Linked DNA regions of Ovis aries: region 2 is linked to region 1. The links are chromatin contacts, called in public Hi-C maps. All regions are on one chromosome and are shown on one strand. The core of a region is the stretch at or near the end of the contact, and the rest is flanking DNA. Distances in the headings are between cores, read along the strand shown.

What was found. A called contact is a pair of places that touch in the nucleus more often than the background predicts.
Region 2: a Hi-C map of tail adipose tissue shows a contact between it and region 1, with 5 times the contacts expected there. The contact joins the promoter of PDS5B here to the enhancer-like site in region 1. A contact is called at or near these places in 4 of 16 Hi-C or Micro-C datasets (hypothalamus, skin fibroblasts and tail adipose tissue).

The regions. Positions count from the first base shown.
Region 1 is chr10:27,765,540-27,772,645 of ARS-UI_Ramb_v3.0, reverse strand. All of the region lies in intron 1 of STARD13 (StAR related lipid transfer domain containing 13), which reads right to left. Among named protein-coding and RNA genes, the nearest start is that of STARD13, 23 kb to the right of the region's middle. Within about 2 kb of position 2,690, at least 3 of the 54 cell types and tissues checked have an H3K27ac peak or open chromatin away from gene starts, as enhancers often do. A contact at or near this core is called in tail adipose tissue, where this site is marked.
Region 2 is chr10:28,786,459-28,793,564 of ARS-UI_Ramb_v3.0, reverse strand. It overlaps PDS5B (PDS5 cohesin associated factor B), which reads left to right and starts at 2,742. Exons shown (of 34, transcript XM_027973013.3): 1 at 2,742-2,887.

The DNA of each region.
Region 1 (7,106 bases), core at 1,441-3,940:
TTCGCTCTCCTCTTTCACTTTCATCAGGAGGCTTTTTAGTTCCTCTTCACTTTCTGCCATAAGGGTGGTGTCATCTGCATATCTGAGGTTATTGTTATTTCTCCCGGCAATCTTGATTCCAGCTTGTGTTTCTTCCAGTCCAGTGTTTCTTCCAGTCCAGCGTTTCTCATGATGTACTCTGCATATAAGTTAAATAAGCAGGGTGACCCAAAGGCCATTCTCAATAGAAATGTCTTGGATTAAAAAGAGCTCCAAATGAAAAGGGAAGTCAGTGGACCCTTAAAGTTCCTGGGTCTCTGAAATAAATGTAAAACATGAAACTATAAAACTTATAGAAACCAAAATGGGAGAAAATCTTCAGCATCTATGGCTAGGTGAAGATTTTCTAGTCTTGCCATCAAAACAGAATCCATAAGAGGGAACACTGGTCATTTGGACCTAATCAGAATTAAAACATTTGCTTTATGAAGCTGATGTGAAGATGGTGGGTAAAAAGCAAACTGCAGACTGGGAGAAAATACTTGCAAACCACATTTGCAACAAAGAACTTATATCTAGACCATATAAGTTTTTCAAGTTCAACAGTAAAAAATATAAATCAAACAATCCAATTAGAAGGACAAAAGATGTGAACAGCAATTTCACTGAAGAGAATGCAAAGAAGCACATGAAAAGATATTCCACATCATTAATCATTCAGTTCAGTTCAGTTCAGTTGCTCAGTCGTGTCTGACTCTTTGTGACCACATGAATCGCAGCACGCCAGGCCTCCCTGTCCATCACCAACTCCCAGAGTTCACTCAGACTCACGTCCATCGAGTCAGTGATGCCATCCAGCCATCTCATCCTCTGTCATCCCCTTCTCCTCCTGCCCCCAATCCCTCCCAGCATCAGACTCTTTTCCAATGAATCAACTCTTCGCATGAGGTGGCCAAAGTACTGAAGATTCATCTTTAGCATCATTCCTTCCAAAGAAATCCCAGGACTGATCTCCTTTAGAATGGACTGGTTGGATCTCCTTGCAGTCCAAGGGACTCTCAAGAGTCTTCTCTAACACCACAGTTCAAAAGCATCAATTCTTCGGCACTCAGCCTTCTTCACAGTCCAACTTTCACATCCATACACGACCACAGGAAAAACCATAGCCTTGAATAGACGGACCTTAGTTCTCAAAGTAATGTCTCTGCTTTTGAATATACTGTCTAGATTGGTTATAACTTTCCTTCCTAGGAGTAAGCGTCTTTTAATTTCATGGCTGCAGTCACCATCTGCAGTGATTTTGGAGCCCCAAAAAAATAAAGTCTGAAACTGTTTCTACTGTTTCCCCATCTATTTCCCATGAAGTGATGGGAACAGATGCCTTGAATTCGTTTTCTGAATGTTGAGCTTTAAGCCAACTTTTTCGCTAGCCTCTTTCACTTTCATCAAGAGGCTTTTTAGCTCCTCTTCACTTTCTGCAATAAGGGTGCTGTCATCTGCATATCTGAGGTTATTGATATTTCTCCCGGCAATCTTGATTCCAGCTTGTGTTTCTTCCAGTCCAACGTTTCTCATGATATACTCTACATAGAAGTTAAATAAGCAGGGTGACAGTATACAGCCTTGACATACTCCTTTTCCTATTTGGAACCAGTCTGTTGTTCCATGTCCAGTTCTAACTGTTGCTTCCTGACCTGCATACAGATTTCTCAAGAGGCAGGTCAGGTGGTCTGGTATTCCCATCTCTTTCAGAATTTTCCACAGTTTATTGTGATCCACACAGTCAAAGGCTTTGGCATAGTCAATAAAGCAGAAATAGATGTTTTCTGGAACTCTCTTGCTTTTTCCATGATCCAGTGGATGTTGGCAGTTTGATCTCTGGTTCCTGTGCCTTTTCTAAAACCAGCTTGAACACTAATTATTAAGGACATATAAATTTAAAGCCCCAATGAGATACAACTACACACCTGTCAGAATGGCCGCAGTGAAAACGAGTGATAACGGCCAATGCTCATGAGGATGCAGAGGAACTGAATCACTCATTTTTTTGCTGGTTGCATTGTAAAAGGGCACAGCCTCTCTGGAAAGTGGGTGGATGTTTCTAATAAAATTGAACTTGCCATATGACTCAACTATTGTACTCCTGGGCATTTACCACAGAAAAATGAAAAAAAGTGTGTGTTACATGAAGTCATTACAAGAACTTTCACAGCATCTATATTAATAATAGTCCAAAACTGGGAACAACTCAAAAGTCCTTCCATGGATGAATTGTTAAATACCATGGTATACCCATACTGTGGAATACTATTGAACAATACAGAGGAACAAACTATTGGTATATACAATCTGGTGGACAGAAAAATGCCCCCCGCCCCCCAAAAAATTGTACGCTCTCTGATCTCTGGAACCAATGAATATGTTATATTACATGGCAAAGGGACTTTGCAGGTATAAAGTTACAGACCTTAAAATAGGGAGAGTCTTTTGGATTACTTGAGTGGGTCCCATCTAATCACATGAACTCTTCGAAGAATTTTCTCTGGCTGGAGTGGAAATGATATGTCAGAAATCATAAAGATTCCAAGTGTGAGAGGGATTCATCTGTTATTGCTGGGGGAGCGCCAAATGGAAAGTACATGAAGGATGCAGGCAGGCTCTCAAGCAAAGACTTCTCTCTGCCGACAGCCAGCATGGAAATTGGGACCTCAGTCCTGCAAGTGCCAGAAACTGAATTTGATCAACAACTTGCACAAACTTGGAACCACTTTATCCCCAGAGCCTTACAGAAAGGCGCACAGCCTTGATTTATGCTTGTCAGATTCTAAGCAGAGGTCCAGTTGAGCTGTTCTTGGACTTTTGACCTTCAGCAGTGTGAGATAAAAGGTGTTTGTTGCATCAAGTGGCTGAATTTGTGGTAATTTGGTACAGCAACAATAAAAAACTAGTATAGTAATAACTTGGGTGGATCCCAAGGGAAGTTTGCTGAGTGGAAAAAAGCAAAGCCCAGTCTCAGAGTGACAAAATTATGGAGATAGAAAACAGATAACTGGTTGCTAAAGGTTAGAAGGAAGTGCGGAGGGAGGTGGAGGTGACTGTAGCTAGCATGATGTATTCTCGTGATAATGAGATTATTCTGTAATCTGCAGTTACACAAATCTACACAAGTGATACAGGCTACACACAAATCTACACAAGTGATAAAATTGCATGCAGCTGATTACATACACGCTCATGAATGCATGTAAAACTGGTGAGACCTAAATAAGGTCAGTGGGCTGTATCAATGTCAATATCCCAGTTATGATATTACCCTTCTAAGGGATTCCTGCCCACAGTAATAGATATAATCGTCATCTTAATTAAATTCCCCCATTCCTGTCCATTTTAGTTCACTGATTCCTAAGATGTTGATGTTCACTCTTGGCACCTCCTGTTTGATTGTGTCCCATTTACCTTGATTCATGAACCTAACATTCCAGATTCCTATGCAATATTATTCTTTATAGCATCACACTTTATTTTCAGCACTAGACTCATTGACAACTAAGCTTTATTTCTGCTTTGGCCCAACGGCTTCATTCTTTCTGGAGCTATTAGTAATTGCCCCCTGTTCTTCCCCAGTAGCCTACAGGGCACCTTCTGACCTGGGGGGCTCATCTTCCAGTGTCATATCTTTTTTTGTTTTCATGCTGTTCATGGCGTTCTTATGGCAAGAATATTACCTTAGAGTTATGATGGTGCCATTGAGGGAAACTGGATTAAGGGTGCATGGGGATCTCTCTGTATTATTTCTTACAATTGCATGTAAATCTACAATTATTTCAACTTTAAAAGGCTTTTTAAAAATGATTTAATAGATATAAAATGCATATGTTAAAAGTAACATTTTATTACTATGTATTAATGATATAAAGCCACTATCTTCACTTAAAAATTAATATAGTGAAAACAATAGAATTAAGTACATTAGAACATCACTCTTTTCATTTTAAAATGAGCTGAGGAGTGTAATGAAGTTCAGTCCTGCCAATGTCTTGTTTAGTTGCATTTGCAATATTAGAGTTGTCTTTCAGCAACACTTTTTCTGCAGAAATCTCTTTAGAGGACGTTTGCCCTTTTGGTGACAGTTTAGTTAAAATTGGATCACAGAATTCACAAATCCACTTAACATACTAAGTTAGCTTTTTGTTGTGGCTGTAACAAATTACTACACATGTAGTGGCTTGAACAATACAGACTTATTACTTACTACGCTATGGATGGAGGTTGGAAACCTAAAATGGGTCTCACTGAGCTGATATCAAAGTGTCAGCTGGAATGTGTTCTTTATGGAGACTACAAGAACAACCCTGTTTCCCTGACTGTTCCAGCTTCCAGAGGCCACCATGTTCCTCGGCCTGTGGCCCCCTTCCAGCAATCACATCACTCTGACCTCTTGTCACATCTTTCACTGAGATGCTCCTGCCTCCCCAGTTCATTTACTGTGAGAACCTTGGTGATTACATTGGGTCCATCCAGGTAATCCAGATACTCTCCCCATCTCAAGTCGCAATCAGATTGGCAAAGTTCCTTTTGTCACATGAGGTAGTCTGTCCCCAGGTTCCGGGGGTTCCTGGACAGGTTTGGGAGTCGGCATTGTTCTGCCAGCCACGAAGGACACGCACAAAGTGCAGCGTGTGTGGGATGCAGAACGCGTCCCGATGCGCGGGAGCTCCATGTCACCTAGCTGTGGTACCAGTATGACCCTCAGAACATCTCACTGCTAAGTTCCATGACCATTTCAGACGCAGACTAGAGAAAGCATCAGCTTAATTCTTGTATTAAATATTGCGAAAGCTTAATATCTTTTCTTTTAAGTTTACACATTTTATACATAGACGTTCCAACATTCTCTCTCCAGGCCTCACCTGATTGCTGTGGACCCCTGAGATAGAGGGCTCCAGTCGGAGGCCACTGCTCTAAATAACCAGTATTTAACATTTCCTCATATCTGTGCAGCAACGTTCAATTTACATACTGTGGTCATAGTGTTTCACTCTGTGGCATTGTTAATTCCACAAAAACAACACTGAGAAGCAGATAAATTTTACATTTTATAGGTGGAGTGTTTTAAGCTCAGAGAAGTTCAGGAATTTGATGGACAAAGCTATTTTAGCTTCACTGCTAGGTGAAGAACCTCACTTCATACCAACGCTCGCAGCTCCTTCACAACACTGAGAATGGATTCTGGATAAAGAAGGAACAGATTTTCAGTGTTCGGGGAGAGCATCCTAAAGCTTCGGAAGGCAGCAGTAGTAACAGCAGCAAAAGCAGACAGTCTGGTTCAAAATGCAGAGTAATTTCCTGTTAATTACTGAGATGGCAACTGATTTCCTGATGCATAGAACTTCTATATGACCGGGACCAAGTCCAGTAACAGAATCATTGGGGCTCAAAGAAGCTGGGACTGTGCAATAAAGAAAAGCTGTATTATTTTGAGTACATTTTCTTCTTTTGTATTTTATTAGGTCACAAATAGTTCTAGAGTTTTTTTCTGCGGCTGTCTTTTGGCGAGGACATTACAAATGATAGTGATTCCATGACAGACTTTCTTTCTTCCTAAACGGCTCAGAGAACTCCAGAGGACACAAGGCTATTTTTATTCACTGGAGCATGGGCGTCAGTAAGACAGAACTGCTGGGCTGGTGTCCTTCTGATAAAGGGAACAAATGCATTTATAAGCCCTCTTGAAAGGATGAAATAAGCTCATGGAAAATCAGGGAGAAGCAGATGTAATTATACAGAGAATCACAAGACACAGACTTAGAGATAATTTGGAACAGTGTGACTGAGCAGCAGAGGAATATGGATATTTGTAACTGATAAACAACAGATAATGTGTGCTTGCATGCTCAGTAATCCCTTTGTGGCTGACTCTTTGCAACCCCACGGACTATAGCCTGCCTGGCTCCTCTGTGCATGGAATTTTTCAGGCAAGAATACTGGAATGGGTTACCATTTCCTACTCCAGGGGATCATCCCGACCCAGGGATTGAAACCTTGTCTTCTGCTTTGGCAGGCAGATTCTTTAACACTGCGCCACCTGGGAAGCTAAACAGATGTCAGTTCAGTTGCTCCATCGTATACGACTCTTTAAGACCCCATGGACTACAGCATTCCAGGCTTCTCTGTCGCCAGCTCCTGGAGCTTGCTCAAACTCATGTCCATGGAGTTGGTGATGCCATCCAACCATCTTCTCCTCTGTCATTCCCTTCTGCTCCCGCCTTCAATCTTTCCCAGCATCAGGGTCTTTTCCAATGAGTCAATTCTTCACATCAGGTGGCCAAAGGATTGTCATTTCAGCTTCAGCATCAGTCCTTTCAATGAATAGTCATGACTAATTTCCTTTAGGATTGACTGGTTGGATCTCTTTGCACTCCAAGGGACTCTCAAGAGCCTTCCCCAACATCACAGTTCAAAAGCATCAATTCTTCGGCACTCAGCTTTCTTTATAGTTCAACTCTCACATCCATACATGACTACTGGAAAAACCATAGCTTTGACTAGATGGATCTTTTGACTAGATGGATTACTTTTTGACAAAGTAATGTCTCTGCTTTTTAATACGCTGTCTAGGTTGGTCATAGCTTTTCTTTGAAGGAGCAAGCGTCTTTTAATTTCATGGCTACGGTTACCATCTGCAGTGATTTTGTAGCCCAAGAAAATAAGTGTCTCACTATTTCCACTGTTTCTCTGTCTATTTGCCATGAAATGATGGGACTGGATGCCATGATCTTAGTTTTTTGAATGTTGAGTTTTAAGCCAACTTTTTCACTCTCCTCTTTCACTTTGATCAAAAGGCTCTTTAGCTTTCTTCACTTTCTGCTGTAAGGATGGTGTCATCTGCATATCTGTTGTTTATATTTCTCCCAGCAATCTTGATTCCAATTTGTGCTTCAGTTGTAGCTGGGCTGAATTTTGAGAAGCGGTTTGAAAGATCTAATGGACAGGTTATCTACATGGTATTTAATGGAGTTTAGCTCCTATATTGACTTGTTTATTATTCTTTTAAATTAAAAATGAAAAAAAAATTGGGCTGCACTGTGTAGCACGTGAAATATTAGTTCCCCAACCAAGGATTGGAC
Region 2 (7,106 bases), core at 1,493-3,992, 1.0 Mb before region 1:
ACTGTTTGATATAAAAAACATGAGCATAAAATAATATATATACACTATATATAATACTATATGAGTATATACTCTTATTCATATGTATTTGATTTTAGTCATTTTGAATACAATTGTGTGTTGGTGTGTTCCTCTTTGGTTTAATCGCATATGGGATTGTGCTTCCTGAACTTGGGTGAATGTTTCCTTTCATAGGTCAGGGAATTTTTCAGCTATTATGTCTTCAAATATGTTCTCAGACCCTTTCTCTTTCTCTTCTCCCTCAGGGACCCATATAATGTGAGTATTAGTGCTCTTGATGTTGTCCCAGAGGTCTCAAATTATCCTCATTTCTTTTTATGTATTTTAAATACATGCACTTCAACTGGTACTGGCATAATTCTTAACAGAGTTCAACAGTTGCAAAGAATACACCATGAAACAATGTTGAATATTTATTACAAGTTGTTAAAAAATAGCATTTTGATTCCAGAGTCTACAGGCTGTACTCTTCACCATAGGAAGCCACTAGCCACATGTACTTTTTTTTCTTTAGATTTATTTATTCATTTTATTTTTTGGCTGTGGTAGGTCTTCTTTACTGCATGCTGATTTTCTCCAGTTGCGGCAAGGGGTGAGGGGGTGTGTGGCATGTGGGATCGTCCCACATCAGGGATGGAATCCGTGTCTCTTGCATTGCAAGGCAGATTCCTAACCACTGGACCACCAGGAAAACCCACCACATGTACTTACTGAGCACTTGAAACATAGCTAGTACAAACTGAAATGTGCTTTTAGTGTAAAATTCACAAGATGAACAAGAGAATGTAAATTATCTGTGATTGTATATTAATAACAAAATTTTATGTTGATTATGCAAATGACAATATTTTGGATATACTGTTATATAAAATATTAAAATTAATTTCACTGCTTTTTTTCACTTTAACATGAAAACATTTCACATTACATACATGGTTCATATCATGTTTCTTTTGGACAGTGTGGATTTACAGTGTAAATTAGTGCCGTTTGCTCTCATTAACCAGGATCAGGCCCATTGATTTCACACACTGCTGAGTGCTAACCTTGGATAGGAGTGAACAGTTTTTGCTTTGACTGTTCTGCTCAGTGCATTCAGGAATTCTCAGTCAGCAGCTCAGAACCTCAATTATAATGGTGACCTATGCTACTTAACTCCAAGGAAATCTGGAAGACTCTACAAGTCTGTAGATAACACATATATACATATATTCCCAAAGATCCCAGAGATTTCTTCAGAATAAAAGAAGTTAAGACTTCCAGTATAATGTCTGTATCAGAGATCAGGAGTACCATTGGTTACTAGGTAGGTAAAAGATGCTTCAAGACTTAACCAAATGAGCTTAACAAGATGAGACCTCTAAGACAGTGTTTAAAAAGAAAGTCAGCAGGAAACTGACTTGGCTTACGTTTGGTGGCTTTGGCATTGAGCTGTATTGTAGGCAAAGTCATCTTGGAACACTTAACCTTATTTCCCTTTGTGGCATCCTTTCCCTTCTAGCTCTTCTCCCTGTGTGGAAATCACACTGCCTTTCTCCTCCTTGTCTCTTTTATCTGCCAATCCCTACGGAAAGGAAAATAATCTTTTAGTGGAATGTTAGTGGAAAGCTGATGGAAGCATGGGCCAACAGATGCCGCTTTCATTTATATTGCTCCTGATAAATTATAACTTGGTTATTTTTTGGACTCTATTTTTATTAGATTAGCTGTAAGTGTACAGCATATTGAGAGGAAGGCACAGAGATTTCCCATTTATACCCTGCTGCCATATTTGGTTGTTTTTTTTTAAAAGCCCTTACCACAGAAATTTATTTTTCTTTTAACACCAACTTTTCAAATTTTCCCAAAGCATTGCTTTAAATGAAAGTTTATATTACTAATTTCTTTAATCGATTGGCTGTTCCATAAAACAGTTTCGTTAGCAATTATGCTTCATTGAGGCCTTTAAAGTTATTTTTTCCTCTCTCCATCCTAATAGTAATCGACAGATCAACTTTAACATACCACCTTACAGCTGAAGGTGGGAGGAACGGCACCTTCTGGAGGTGAAGGGGGTTAGAAACCCAGCTTCTGGAAGGCGTCCGGTGATCTTCAGATTATTTCTCCAATAACAATTGTCATAGGACGAATGAATGGAGTGCTTTGTTACAGATGTAATTACTATGTTCCTCCATCCTCCCGCTTCCTAAACAATACCTGAAAATGGGGAAGCTGTGGGGTTAATTAAAGACATAACATACATAGTGGAGAAAAAAGCTATTTTATGACATTTTGAGATGACTACGTCATCTCAAACGTAAAGGAGCAAAGTAGTCAACACCAATTTTATTTACTTAACACAACATTCGTACTGAATTTCACTGTTTTGAAAAATTTCCAACTTTTATCCATAAAGCTAGAAATATATAACAATTTGTGTGGTTTTCGGGAAAAGTCAAGAAAGCCTTAAGAGGCCGAGAAAGCATTGACAGTTGCGGGTCTTGCAGCGGCGGCGTGCCCGTGTGGCTGCGTGCGCGCGCGACGAGCTGGGCGGGGCGGAGCGGCGGCGGGGACGCGCTCCGGGCGGGGCGGGGCGCAAGGGAGACGGGCGGGCCGGCGGGCGCGCGCGCGCGCGTGGGGCCGTCCGGTCGGTAGGGGGCGCTGCGCACCAACGCGGCGCTCTGCCTGCCCCCGGGTGCTGTCCGCGGCGGTTCGATTGGAGCAGCCGCCGAAGAGCGCTTGGCGCCATTTTGAAGCGGAGAGGAGGAGGAACGGCCGGGCTGGCTGCGGAAGGGGAGGGGGGGAGGAGGCGATTGGATGCGGCGGCGGCGGCGGCGGATCCCGGAGAGCGGCGGAGTGAGAGGAGTAGCGAGTCGGGCACCCGGAGGTAGGAAACAATTCAGTTAACGGGGAGAGAAAACCTCTCTGTTCTCCGGTCGCCGCGCTCCATTTTTTTCAGCGCCCGCCGCCGCGGCTGTGTCTTGGCGGGGCTCAAAGCGGCGCCCGCCTGGCAGCCGCGACTCGCCTCTCGGCATCGGGGGCTGCAGCCGCCGGCTGCGCGGCGGCGGCGGCGGCGGCGCCGGGAGGAGCGGGGCGCGGGCCGGGGGCGTGGGCCGGGGCTGCCCGGTGGGGGTGGGGAGGGCCCCGGGGCGGGCGCGCTCCCTCCACGCCGCGGGCTCCAGCCGCCGCCGACTGGAAATTAAACTTGCCGCCCTGGCCGGGCCGGGGCGCCCGCGGCGGCGAGGGCGGCGGGGCGGTGACCTTGCGCGCGGCCGGGGGTCCGCGCCGGCAGCCCGCGCCCCGCCGCCTCCCCTCCCCTCCCCCCCGCGCCCGGCCGGCCGGCCGGCGGGCGGGCGGCTGTTTCCCGGGCGGCAGGCGGGCGGCGCGGCGCTCCTGTTGAATCCTCCTCGGGCGGGCGGGTTTTCCATCCCCCCCTTCCGGGAGAGGGGCGGGGAGCGCGGGTCCCGGCTGGACCCCGAGCGCTGTGCCGGCCTCGGCGCCCTCTACCCCGCCGCTGGGTCCCCCGCGCCGCGCAGCTCCTCTGCTCCGGGCGGCGACCGTGGGCCGACCGAGTGACATTTTCGTACAGTTACTTGCCGGCGTCTGGAGGTATAAAGCGCGCTTGCCGCGCCTCCCGCAGCTGGTGCAGGGGGCACCCGAGGACCCGGTTTGAGAAGGAGTCCCACCCGGGGGTGGGTTTCCTTTAGGAAGCCTCCGAGTCGGAACGACCCGTGCCAGCCGTGTGCGGCTGTAGGAGTTGACGTTCGTGCGGTCTCTTGTCTGGGTGACAACCTGAAAAGTTTCTGATCGGGAGGATTTGGTGTGTGGTTCTCTAGCTGTTGGCTGCCTTTTGGTATATGCGTTAAAGCTGCGCTCAGCAGCGGTCCAGTTATTCGAGGCAAATGAATCTGAATCCTGAATCCCGGCACCTCCTCGTCTTCAGAGTTACCTCTTCCTGCGTTCCATTTGTGGCCGGTGTAAACTCGGGGTAGGGTTTGGAAGAGCAGGTCCCTAACCAGTTAACACACGTTTTAGGCATCTTAGCCAACCCCAAAAGGGAACCCTTTATCTCATTTTGGAGAACGTGCCTTGAATGCTCTTATCACACTTCTGTTATGGAATGATGGATGGGCAGTTCTGTCCTGAACCACCCTATAAACCCTGCTTAGTAAACCATTTCGGAAACGTTGGATGTAGCCTTCAATTTAGAAGGTGGGTCTGCGGTCTTGAGTGAGTTGGGGTCTTCTGCTGTCTTCCTAATAACCTTTAACAATTCAAGTGTGTTTATATATGAGACGAGCTGTAAATAAATCATAATTATTTAAAATTTGAATGGCAGTGTAATCATGTTCTCGACACATGTAAGTGAAGTTTCAAGATAGAGCATTTTCCGTACTCACGTATGAGTGAGTGAAGTCGCTCAGACGTGTCCGACTCTTTGCGACCCCATGGACTCTAGGAGCCTCTGCCCATGGGATTTTCCAGGCAAGAGTACTGGAAAAAGAAAATCCTTCTCCAGAGGATCCTACTCACATATGTAGTAGTCAAATAAAATGGTTAAAAACATAAAAATGGTATTAAGTGAAAAAAAGGGGGCTAGAAAGGACACTTACTTTAGGCTGTCCGTATGTCAGAGATGTTAGCAGTTTTAGGGACAATAAAATGTATGCAGGTCAGTTTGTGGAACAATTAATTTGGTATTGTCTGGTGATAGCAGAAAACTTAGTTAAAATTTATAGTGATTTATAGATGAAAGTTTCAACATGGTACTTTCTATGTTGAGGAAGATTTATTCTGACAAACTTAACTAAAAAATATCCCCTTAAAATAGAGCATTATTGTTTCAAAATAAATTTACAAATGTATGTGAAAGAGTGCACTTTAGACATTCTTTGATTACTGGAGTAGTTTTTTTTTGGGGGGGGGCCTTTTCTGATCATTAAAAAAACTATCCTCAGGGTTTTACTTACACAAGTATTTTAAATGACAAGTTAGTGTTTGCAGATTCTTTATCACTTGAGCCACCAGGGAAGCCCTAGTGTTTGTATTGCCTTTTATTTTTTCGTAAATAACTTTTGTGCCCTTTCTTTTTTGTTGTTGTTGCCCTTTCGTATTTTCTCCTTTTTTGTTGAGGTTGATTCTGTTTGTATTAACTTTATTTTTTACAGCAGCTGTCACTTTCATTCTTGTCTGGTTATGCCTTTTTTTCCTCCCCCCAAGAATTAGAGGTAATGTGATGTTGATAGTGATTCCTATTGTCGTGGAATGTTTTTTTACTAAGGTTATTTGACAAGCAATTCTACTGAATTGGCTGTTGATTAAAAGTTTAAATTTTTAATTTATTTTAAAATTATTTTTCATCTCTGTTACAGAGAGTTACATTTTGAGGACCAGGCTTTGTCAATAATTTGTTAAGCCTAAAATAAAGTGATCCTCTGTAATAGTTAGGGCTTGCTCCGGTGAAGAGGGCAAAACTTTGTGCAGAGGGGAATATTTTGGGAGATTGTGTTCTTTCTGCTGCTTTTTCTTGAAAATTAGGATTGTCCTCTGTCTTTCTCAGTGCTACTTTTTTTTTTTTTTTAATCATGGGTGCCTAGAACTAACAGGAGAGCTCACGGTGGTTTAACTTGGATGACAAGTACTGTGTGTAATTTGTATTAAAAAAGAATAAATTTGTATTTTCTTTGTTAGTGTTAGCAAGCTATAAGGAAACTTAGATGATCTCCAGTCATCATATGCATGAGAAATTAAGTTCAGATTGTATTTCGATGGATTTATCCAACGTCACAGATTCTTGTGATGGAATTGAGACAGCCCTTAGATCTCTTGAAGGCTTAGAAGCATCCACATGGTCTGTATTGTGTTATTCAGGACTTAAGCAATATGTACAGTTATTGCCAGATAGTGTATTATTCTCTGTTCCCTTCTCCCCTTTTCATTCATTCAACCAAGAAATAAAGTTTGGAGGTTAACCATCTGTTTGAGAGTCTGGTTTTAATAATTTGTATCCAGGATTCAGTCCACTTAAAGTGTCTCAGAAGATAATCTCTTGCATGTCTGTGTCTTCTGAAGTTGCTTGATTTTCTCATTGTGTTACAATGCTTGACAAATAAATGCCTTACAAAATGCCTTTTGTAAAGCATTTATTTATTCTTAAACTTGTAAGCCGGAGTAATTTGGAACTTAGTGTTGAACTTTATTTGGTTGTAAGATGTATGTATACATGAGTGTGTATTTTTTCACTTTTAAACTCAATTTGCTACACAAATCATTTGTCACTTCCGATTACAGATAGGTGTTTGGACAAAATTGTATTTGGTTTGAGTATTCCTGTTTGGGAGTGTTAAAAAGTCGAAAAATACTTAGTCCAAAAATAAACCCAGTAATTTTTTTGAGAGTGTATTTACTTCTTAAGCTTATTTAAGAAGCTGCCAAATTGTTCAAAATTCTGTCTCCTTGGAGTGTAGAGGTCAGCTCTTCCTCACACTACACTGTCATGAACCATCTGCTTATAATAATTTTCCCCAATAGTTGAAAAAGGTTTTATAACCCTTTCTTACTAATTAGTTCAAATTAAGGATAAGTTTGCTTTAATTGTTTCAGTTGGTAGGGGTGATCATACTCAGTGAGAAAAACATAAAGATTAAGCTCAGATTAGTTAAATCTAGTTTAAAAAATAAATCTTATAGCCATTACTCTGAGATATTTAAAAATATACATTATAGTTACAGTGCCCTAACTATAAGTGGCTCAGCGGTGAAGAATCCTGCCAATGCAGGAGATGTGAGTTTGACCCCTGGGTGGGAAAGATCCCTGGGAGGAGGTAATGGCAACCCATTCCAGTATTGCCTGGAAAATCTGATGGACAGAGGATCATGGCAGGCTGTAGAACATAGGGTTGCAAAAAGTTGGACATGACTGAGCACATCAATAGTAAGCAATATTAGAATACTTGGTTTAGCAGTGTAAAGTTTACAAGTTAGCTAAGAGGAGTGGAGGAAAGACTGATAAGCAGGAAGCTGATACGAGGCATTGTTAAAGGCCCATGATCTAGAAGTACTCCACTGACTTGCCTCTCTTTCACAGAGGGTGCTCTGACCTGATTC